Linked DNA regions of Zea mays: region 1 is linked to region 2. Evidence: chromatin contacts called from public Hi-C data. All regions are on one chromosome and are shown on one strand. The core of a region is the stretch at or near the end of the contact, and the rest is flanking DNA. Distances in the headings are between cores, read along the strand shown. Region 1 holds the start of LOC100285831 (cortical cell-delineating protein). Region 2 holds the start of LOC541908 (expansin-B7).

What was found. Hi-C and Micro-C count contacts between places; a contact is called where the count stands out from the background.
Region 1: a contact with region 2 is called in a Hi-C map of endosperm, with 3 times the contacts expected there. The contact joins the promoter of LOC100285831 here to the promoter of LOC541908 in region 2. A contact is called at or near these places in 2 of 25 Hi-C or Micro-C datasets (ear and endosperm).

Annotation. Positions count from the first base shown.
Region 1 is chr1:1,931,055-1,936,530 of Zm-B73-REFERENCE-NAM-5.0, reverse strand. It overlaps LOC100285831 (cortical cell-delineating protein), which reads left to right and starts at 3,082. Exons shown (of 1, transcript NM_001158721.2): 1 at 3,082-3,811. The coding sequence starts at 3,174. The coding sequence ends at 3,608.
Region 2 is chr1:1,703,923-1,709,391 of Zm-B73-REFERENCE-NAM-5.0, reverse strand. LOC541908 (expansin-B7) reads right to left here and starts at 2,810. Exons shown (of 1, transcript NM_001305813.1): 1 at 1,398-2,810. The coding sequence starts at 2,666. The coding sequence ends at 1,710.

The DNA.
Region 1 (5,476 bases), core at 1,833-4,332, 230 kb before region 2:
GTCGTTTCCTCGTTACAACTAATGGGTTGCATCAGACAGGACCTATTCACAGCGTATATGCCAACGGCATCCTTTCTGTTTTGTTCTCATTTGACTTCTTTGATGATGACGAGACGGTTATCGTCCCCCTTCTGGTCGAATCGTGTACCATAGTGGCCTGTTTCACTATTCCGCTTTCCCTATTTTTGCACTCCTATATCTTTTATTTTTGTTTATAGGGCCAGCAACTTTAGTTTGCTGCTAAATTTCATCTGCGTCTGTTTGGTCGATGGGCAGGTTCGGTGGAGATCGCCGCCGTTGACGTTTCGATCGCCATATTTAACCAGCTCTCCAAGGTCTGCATCTACCCTTTTGGAACTTCTTATACCTCATATTTAAAAGATCCAAAATTTCTTTGTTGTACAGGAACACCATAATCAATGCGAACCGTTGCCCGCACATGGATATGAGATGGTAATTTCGTTGACTGTACTTCAAACTGAAGTTGCGGATAGGTTATTGTAATATATGACATCTATCTGTTGTACAATGCCCATGCCCTTACAGCTATTCTCCTAGAATATTCGCAACAACGGTCTATTCCTTTTGCCTATATATATATACACCTCAAGGTCTGGTGCTTCCAAGGCAGTAGAATGTTAAAAACAATTATTAAGGTGGTGGACATAATCCAGCTGAAGACATGTTCGACTATTGTCATTTTCACATATTTTTATAATAATAATGTTTACTGTTTCGATATTCATCTAACCATGCATATTACTGATCGTGAAATACAATAATTTAGGTTTGGTTGTCCCTTCTCTACCTAGAAGTATTCTAGAATCAAATTTTACAACGCGCGCAGGGCGCGCACCATTCACTAGTATGGAATAGATGAGAAAGAGGTCAGAGACTCAACCCTATATCATGTGTCTCGTGTGTTTCCTCTGTCGTGCTTACGTAAAAGGGGACAGATCCTATACAGCTTCTTGCGTCTCTACTGCTGACGGGAGGGAAGTGAGCGGATCTGGTGATCCGTGGTAACGTAGTTCTCAACATACTATACCCATGAACGTTGTGCGGGTACAACATTGATTGTTGCCATGTCTCGGGCTGTAGTTGTAGTCGTAAGCATTATAAAGTACGTGTATCTACACCGTAGTCAGTGGCCACTGTAGCATGCATGATATATCCTTACAATTATATAACTCAGTACCGCCATATGAGTTTGTAAGCTTAGCCTGCACACACATCTATACATCCAATATAAAGAGAGAGCGTAGCATATTACACTCAGGTGGTATGAACCTTGTGAAATTTTTGTTTGCCCCAGACTTATGCCACTCTTTTTTATCTCTGATTTCTTCTGGTACTTACCTTGACGTGCAAAACTAGCATGTTGAAATAAATTAATTAAATTAGAAATTTTCTAACCCTACCGCTGTACAATAAAAATATGTTTTAATATGTATGTCGTCCTCGCACAGCTTGTGCCGCTGCCGTCGTGGTTGTCCTTGGGCCTCCACCTGCTACCATGATGTTATTGGGCCTCCGCCTACATACCATTCCATGCTCGCTGCCACTGTTTGTTGTTGGGTTAGCTAGCTGGATTGTCGGATTTCATTTTGTTGGCAGGTGGGTGAGGGCATGGGCTCTGGGCCATGAGGAGGAGAAGAACAATTTTTTTAAAAAAAAAAATTGACGTACCATCCGCTTTGTAATGATGGTATTTGATAGAAAAACAACAAGTCGAGCTTTCATCCATCTATCGGGTCACATGGGCTACCCCCATCTTCTTATGAATGATCCGAAAAAGATCATCATCATCATTTTTTTATTGGCCTCTTTTGCTTGTTGTGTTGTTCGTGTAGGGACAGCTGTTTTGTTTTTTATCTCTATGTCACACAACTTAGTCGTAGTAAGCTCCATGTGATGATAGGCGTGCTACACGGGCGGCAGCCTGGCTCACCTTTAGGGCAGGATAAAATGACCGTGGCTCGTCGACTTCTTTTGATTCGTGGTCAGCTTAGATCGAATCGAATTGGGTCGTTTGAATTTGACCTAACATTCTAGCTCGTTTCCTTAACCAGCTTGGTTTGTTAACGAGTCAGCTCACGAGCTAAACGAGCTATATCACGTTTCAGGAAAACGAAACTCGTACATAGTTTCGTACGTGTAAGGATGTGCTTGCATTGGCTGCTTTGCTTTGCTTAGCTTTCCTCGGATGGTAATAAGTGTCGTGTGTGTATTTATGTATATATAGGACAACACTATTTGTCATTCTAGGTGATGATCACCCACCCTGAAATAACTTAATAATCATTAAGTTATTAATATTTTTTGTAAAGCATTTGTTAAGTTATTCTAGGGTGGATGATTATCACCTAGATTGACGAATAACATATATATAATTATCAAGGTTATATTTATAATTATTTATAGAATTATATAGAAAGATATACTTTATTAAAGCTATATTATTTTTTGTGCGACGTATAATCTACTATGAATTAATGGTTTGGTTACATGGATTTGGAGAAAATCTATGGAAGGAAATCATTTACGATTATCTTTGAATAGCAACTGATTTTCTTTTATGGATCGTCGCCAAATTTCTTGTCATCAAACCAAGCCTTACAGAGAGACAAACTATGAATGTGTGCAGGCATGGTGTATGTTCGTACTTGGTACAGTAGTACATACTCTTGCATCATAGTATAATTATATTCTTTAAGCTTAATTGAGAGGTCAGAGTGCAGAAAAATGGATTCAGGCCGACGACGACTCAGCCGATTCGGTGGGTAAGATATTTTCCATGAGGAGGATCGGCGACGATTCGACGGACGGGAAGCTGATGGATGTGAGCCACAAGATGGCCTTCACTAGCTTCCAACATACGTATGCATGCATGCATGCAGCACTAGGCTCGGCTCGAGTAGTGTTGTGTGTGCCAGTGCCAGCTATACAAGGGAAGGGATGAGATGAGAGGAGGAATGGAGGACGACCAAGTGAGGTGACTGGTGAACTCTCTACCACTTGTTGCCATGCACTAGCTAGCATGACCTCCCTATATATATATAGCTAGCTAGCTAGCTAGGCATCAACAACAGCCCTACAACTTACTGCTTGCTCTAGCTAGCTAGCTGCTCCTGGCCCATATCCACTAGGAGTACACAAGTAGGCTAGCAGCAATGGCCTCGGTGACGAGGTTCCCGGCCGTGGCCCTCGTCCTGCTGCTCGCCGCCAGCGCCTTCCTGGCCAGCGAGGTGGCGGCGTGCGGCGGCTGCCCGAAACCAACTCCTCCTCCATCGCCACCGCCGCCGTCGCCCACCAGCACGCCGTGCCCTCCGCCGCCGTCCAGCTCCGGCGGCAAGTGCCCCAAGAACGCGCTGAAACTGGGCGTGTGCGCCAACGTGCTGGGCCTCGTCAAGGTGTCCATCGGCAAGGTGCCCACCGACTCGTGCTGCCCACTGCTGGACGGGCTCGCCGACCTAGAGGCCGCCGTCTGCCTCTGCACCGCGCTCAAGGCCAACGTGCTCGGCATCAACCTCGACGTCCCCGTCAAGCTCACCCTGCTCCTCAACTACTGCGGCAAGAGCGTCCCTCAGGGCTTCCTGTGCGCCTAATATATATACTAGTGGCTAGTTCGTCACTAGCTTCACAGTTGCCATATGCATATTTGTGATTCTTCTTCTTTCCTTCTAGTTCACCACTGTATGTACGTGCCTCCTCCGGATGTTTTCTTTGGTATTGCCTTCTCTTCTACTCTTCTCCTAACTTGCTTGCATTATACATTGCGTGAGCATGATAATATATAAATCATTGGGTGTAAAGCAAAGCAGAAACATATCCGGTGCATATGAATCTTTGGTATACATATGCTACATATAAACTAACAAAATTTATAAAAAAAATTATAAAAAAACATACATATTCTTTCTATACTAAGCCTATATATATATATATATATATATATATATATATATATATATATATATATATATATATATATATATATATATATATATATATATATATATATATATATATATAAATTCAAGTTCAAACTCGTTATGTTTTAGTTGTAATAAAAAAGAGAACGTTTTAATTTAAACTTGTCAAACATTTTATCTTTTTTATTACGTTTAAAGTATAACAAATTTGAACTTAAAGTATTGTATATAATTAGAGTAAGATAAAAAAAAATATATGTATACATTTTTCATTTTTTTGTAAAATTTATTAGTTCATGTGCACACCTGGGTGATCTGTCCCCAAAGCGAATGCATGTTTCGTCGACGACACGTACATACACCGAGTACCGATGAACATCTGCTAGTTTCATCGAATTTGAGGATATATATATATATATATATATATATATATATATATATATATATATATATATATATATATATATATATATATATATATATATATATATATATATATATAGACACACACACACAAACAACACACTCTCACCAGTATATATATATATATGTTCCTCAATCCGGACATTGAAACAATTCTCTTAGGGTATGGATTCCTCTATCTACCAAATCAACCCTAAATCTAGAGCCCTTTTTGACAGGACTCCGGCTTATTTAAAAATAGTTCTGGCTATGGTTTCTCTGAACTCATTGGTTTATCGAGAGGAGAGAGATCCATTTTGTAATTGGTTTGGCAAAACATCTTCTCTTGTGTTTCATTCGAATGATGTATAAGAAAAGGTGTAGATAGGACCCGGTAGAAGCCTTCTACCGAGGTTTTTGGTGCTTTGGCTCCAACAAGAAAACGGCTCCAGTTCTTGGAGGGCACTTAACGAGAAACTATTTGTTGACCATTTGGTAGGACTTTATAAACTAAAGCCAAAGCCGTCTAAATAGCCATGCCAAATAAAAGGGACATCTATATGCATGTACATGAATTGCGCAACCGTATAAGATGTACATGTATGCGTACTGACATACTGTACGTAGGTAGAAAAAAAAGGAAGACTAGCTAACTTTTGTTGAAATAAAGTAGGTTGAAAAGGTAGGTATATAGCTAGCGAAGGATGACGACAGTCGTATGCGGATGGAGAGGGGGGAGGTACAGTTGCTCGTGCTGCTATGCTTTCTTATTCTATGCATGCATTATGGACCGATCACTGGTCACGGATTGCAAATTATGGGCGCGCAAGCCAACAAAACCCTAGGGTTCACGGGCCGGGCATATACCTAGCTACAAAACAAACGTCAGCCTCACCTTTCCAGACGATATCGATGAATGGTCAGCCTGGCCTCCGATCCTGACCAGACGATGCACCCTCTCGATCAGCTCTCCCAGCTGTAGCTAAACCATGGGCGGCCAGCGTACGTGCACACCCGTACGTTCCTCATCTCTCGATCCTGTACGTGTTATTGTGTGCAACTCTCTCTGTCTGTCTCTCTCTCTCTCTAGAAAACATCATGCATGCATGATATAGTTTTTCACGTGATAATAATAAACA
Region 2 (5,469 bases), core at 1,561-4,060:
TATTACGCTCCAACCCGGAGATGCGTCCACCAGTGAACAACATGCCAGATTTTTTACGCAGTGTAACGAATTGCATAAATAGCTACACCATGTAGTATAATTTGTATCAATATATATCATAAACTAGATCTAATGTGTTTAGCTGCATGGCTGTTGGAGGGATCCTATATTTATGAAGGAAATAAAACATTAAATACGATTTTTTTTGTTTCTATGCGTGCAATTCATTTCCTTTCATTGCACATTATTTTCATCATAAATCCGTGTGCATGCATCTGGTAACAGATTTTTACGCAGTATACCAAATTGCATAATTATCTACACAGGGTAGCATATTTAGTAGCAGTATATATCATAAAATGGTCCTCACGAGTCTAGTTGCATGGGTGTTGCAGCGATCCTAAATTTATGGAGAAAACAAAGCATTTAAAAATAGAAACTGCCACACATATCTTTCCTAAATTTATGCGCATACATGGGGACGTGTTTGACTTATGCATACATTCCTTTTTTGCGCGCACAGACGTGGTCGCGGGTGGTGCAACCGACAGCCTGGTCTAGTCGGTGCGCTGGGTTGAACCAGGTTGCAGGGATGATCAACCTGGGCTTCTTTTAACTATTGAAAGCCCAGGGCTCCCGTTATACCTGCCCTATATATATATATATAAATGTTTTTTGTTCGTACGGTAACACGATCATCGGCCCCCGTACTTCGCAGTAGGTCGGATCTAACTTTTAGTATCTAAGCACGTCACGATCCAATCCAAAATTATTTTGTGACGTGTTGGTCTTTAAAAGATAGCCTCGATTGAGTCGGGCCGGCATGGCACGATCATCTTCCCGTCGTATTTTGGCCGGACCCGAGCCAAACTTTTAGTATCTAGGTATGACACGAACCTGTCTAAAATTATTTTGTATCGTGCTGGTTGAAAAAAGGTAGCCTAAACCATGATCAAGGCCGGCCCAACTTTTGAGCTCTAGGTGGGGGTAGCCAGAGGGATGGGTACTACCGTACTAGGGCATAGTAGCATGCGGGCAGCCGGCTGGCATGCGATGCGAGAGAGGCGGCGGGGCATGCATGCGAATTAAAACAAAAACCCCGTGAGTGGTGCGAATAAAGCAAAGATACAGAGGAGGACATGCAAATCCAAGGAAAGCATGCAGAGGGCCAACGCAAAAGACCAAAGAAAGCGCCAGCACTGCACGCACGGGCCGCTCAAGTGAAGGTGACAAAGGAGAAAAGCGATGGATGCATGCTGTCCGTGTCCATGTCCATGCATGCGCGCGCTAACTAGCTAGCTAGAGAATGTAATGTGTGGCCTTGGAACCATCGATGATGATGATGGTGACTGAATATCATTATCGCTAATTACTGAAGATCGTTAGGTCATTAATAGTTGGGTAAAGCTTTATCACGAATATATAGCATGTATAATCCAACAACAGATCGATCGAAGATGATTCATAATGCACTGGACGGACGTCACAAGCGACGTCTCGATCGACAAGTATATGTATGTATTCAGCAGCTATAGCTAGCTAGGTAGAGACGTCGTCTTATGCCTGTCTATCTTTACGTACATATATATCATCGATCCGATCCGTCCATGGAATTAATGATGATGCATATACTTGCTTAAATTACTGCTGACACCGCGTTGTGTGTGTAGTGTATATATATCTATATGTACGACGCATGGCATATACTGCTACTCGAACTGGACGATGGAGCTGTAGACGTTGTCGGGCTGCCAGTCTGCCGGAATGACCTGGTCCGCCACCAGCGTCTTGCCGGACTCGTTGGTGACGCGCAGCGAGAAGGGCCCCTGCAGCGGCCGGCGGGTGTCCATCCTCCATATGGAGCCCCAGGACTCGCGCATGGGCTCCCAGACGCCGGTGGGCTCGCCGTCGTCGGGGCTGGACTCCATCAGGTCCACCTGCACCACGTCGCCGTCGCCGTTCTCGTACTCCACCAGCACCGCCAGGTAGTTGGGGTTGGAGCCACGCTCGATGTGGAAGGTCACCGTCAGACCAGGGTACTGGCAGGGAACCCTCTTGAACTGGATGTCGATGATTCCTGCGTGCCTTAGCTCGTCGTTGTGCTCGTCTTTTGCCATGGCCCCGAAGGCAGTGCCGCTCAGGTCGAAGTGGTAGGGGGCCACCGGGTAGTAGTTCATGTCCGTGATGATCACCGTCTCCGCCACGCCGGAGCACGCAGGGTGGGCCTTGCACCGGATCTGGTAGCAGGACCCGCATCCTTTGCCGTCCTTGAAGATTGGCTCGTTGCCGCACGACGTCATCGCCGAGAAAGGTGGCATGTTCACGCCCTTGAAGCCGCACGCGCCGCCGTTGTCGTCCGGACCAGCACCGTTCGGGGCACCGTACCATGTCGCACGGGCGTTCAGCCACCCGTCGTCGCTGCTGCTGTTGTTGCCAGCCGCCGGAGACGGAGACGGATACGGAGACGGTGTCGTCGGCGCGGCATGGGCTCGTCCCCCTCCGCCTTGCTTGTGGCTCTTGCTGCTGCTGGAACTACCACTACCACCGCCATTGTTGCTGTTGTGCCTGGTTCCATCGCTGCCGTGAGCCACCAGCAGGCAAAGCAGCGCAGCAGCGACGGCGCGGGAGGACAAGCAGGACGATGACCACCACCACAGTACCGCCATATGCGATCGATCGATCCAAGTGGAAGTGGAATGAAGCTGAAGTGGAAGGTGAAGGCTGCAGGGGGAGAGACTGACATGTATATATATATATATATATATATGAAATGAAAGCTAAGGCAAACGGACACGGGTCACGGGAAATTGATTGCATATATATGGCCGCGGCCGGCCGTTAGTTGCAACCTACGCACGCAAATAAACGCAGACCGAACCGGAGGCCATCGATCCTCCATCGCCGGCCGCCGGCGGGCCCCGCCGCTGCTCACATGCGGGTGGAAGGGAGCGACGCCCGCATCAGGCTGCTGGCCCCGTGGCCTGCTGGGAGGTTCACGAGCCACCCTACGTACTGCTGCTACTTCTACCTGTGATCGATCATGTCCATGGATTCATCTGCCTGCCCCACGTGATCTGTAATTCCGAATTTTGGTACTTTTTTCCTTTCTTATAGAGATACGCGTTAATCTTAACCCGTCTTGTTGTTTGTTTTTTAGGGTCAAGATGCAGATAAATAAATAGCTAATATAAGGAGAAAATAAGTCTGGCTGTACAACACTAAGAAATGGAGAGTATTCATCGTGTTCGTGAGAGTTCTTGGTGATCCGTTCATCCTCGTCGAAGCTTCAATCATCGTTGGATAAGAGTTCCAGCTAACATTATATTTTGTATCGGAGCCAAATGAGCCGGAGATAAAGCATTGTTCTGCTCCACGGGACGATAGTCATGGAGGACGACAAGGTCGCCACATCATGCCCTCGCCAACACCACATAGAGGGTGCCATAAGGTCATGATCCATACCGTGCTATTATGGAGATATTTCGTCATCGAGACTCAGTTCTCTATGCACACACGCACCGACTAGTAGGAGTGGGCGATGTTTATGCGGTTGAACTTGGAGACGGCAGGCTGGTCAAACACTGTCGATCCAGAGGTAGGCGAGGAGATCATCTACCACCATGATTGTCTAGCGCTCGCTACAATCCTACGCTCTACGCCGCCTGACATGCTGATCGGTCTTCGAGAGAGGAGAATAGCATCAACAAATTGACACCGACTAGTAGGAGTGGGCGATCCGGTGCACCACCAGACCGGTCCCGTGAACCGCAAACCAGCCACTACCGGAATCAGCTTCTTTGCCGTGTGTTCTAAACACACGGCAAACGCTATTTTACACTCGGCAAAGGCTTTGCCGAGTGTAACACTCGGCAAAGAACGCTCGGCGAACTGTACATCGGCAACAGCTTCTTTGCCGAGTACTTTTTGTCGGGCACTCGGCAAAAACTTTGCTGAGTGTCATTTGGCACTCGGCAAAGAAAAGTCACCGTCACGGCGCCAAGTAACGGTGACGGATCCTTTACCGAGTGCCAACGGCGACACTCGGCAAAGACTGGTCTAGTGGACCCCACAGCCAGTCCCTGTGCCGAGAGCCCTAGTAGGCACTCGGCAAAGGAGGATTCTTTGTCGAGTGTCTGGTGGACCGGCCCTCGGCAAAGAACCCTCCAGTGGGCCCCTTTGCCAGTATCTTTGCCGAGTGCCTTGGCAAAATCACTCGGCAAAGATGTCTTTGCCGGTTCCCAGGTTTCCTTCTTTGCCGAGTGCCACTGTCAGCACTCGGCAAAGATGTCTTTACCGGTTCCCAGGTTTCCTTCTTTGCCGAGTGCCATGGTCATTGCACTCGGCAAAGCAACCTTTTGCCGAGTGTTACACTCGGCAAAGTGACCAGGATGTCCCTTTTTTATTTGCTTTTGTTGTTCCATCCAAACAAACAAAAGATATATATCATTCACATCACATTATATATCAAGCACATCACAGAATGAACACATTTATCATCAACACCATATATATCACAAAGTCTCACAAAACATATCACAAGTCTCACTAAAGTCAGGATCATCACAAAACAGATACAAGTCTGCATCATCACTAACATCACCAAGTATCTCACAAGATAAAGTGTAACAAACATCACCAACACTCATAAAGGTAAGTCTGGATCATCACAAAACAAATCATCAACGAGGTGGGCATCTGGACTGGTTCGGCGAAGGGCTGGACGAAGCATGAGGGTTGTTCGACGCCGCCGATTGACCCTGCATAGAGAAGAGATTATATGTGTGAGAACATATGAATATATATCATGCAGTACTAAAATTTTGATACTCACAGGAGTAGTGAACTCTGTAGGGTCAGCTGCAGGGAACAACGGAGGTGGTGGAGCATGACCCTGTGCGGCGCCAAGGCTCTGCATGTACGCGAACATCTCCGCCATCCTCTTCTCTAGCTCCTCACGTTGCCTCCTCTCATCATCTAGCTGAGTCTGTAATATTTCGCCCTAATGTTACGATAATGCAAAGAGAAGATATATAAAAATCAATGAACGATGAATAGATAAGGAATAACCTGGAGTTGCTGGATACGATGCTGTGAGGTGTCCTGCCGAGGTCGTATGGCTGGGCTCGCGCTCGTGCTCCTTGCTCGCACCTGAGAGAGAGTGGGAGTGGAGGACGAGTCGATTGCCCCGTCGGCAATCCAGTACCGCCCATGCCTCTTGCCTCCTCCGACCCTCATGAGGACATCTCCGTCGATGTCCTCGGTCCTCGGATCGTAATCTGGCCCATGGACCTCCTTGGCCATGGCGGTGTACTCACTGAGTCGACTGTGGATGGCGGGGTTGGTGTACGCCTCGGGCCCGTCATCCGGGTTGTAGGTGACGTCGGACGTCGCCTTCCCCTTGTGGGCCATGGCATATGCCGAGAACGTGGAGCAAGGCGCGCCACCATGTGCCGCCGACTGCGAGAAAAC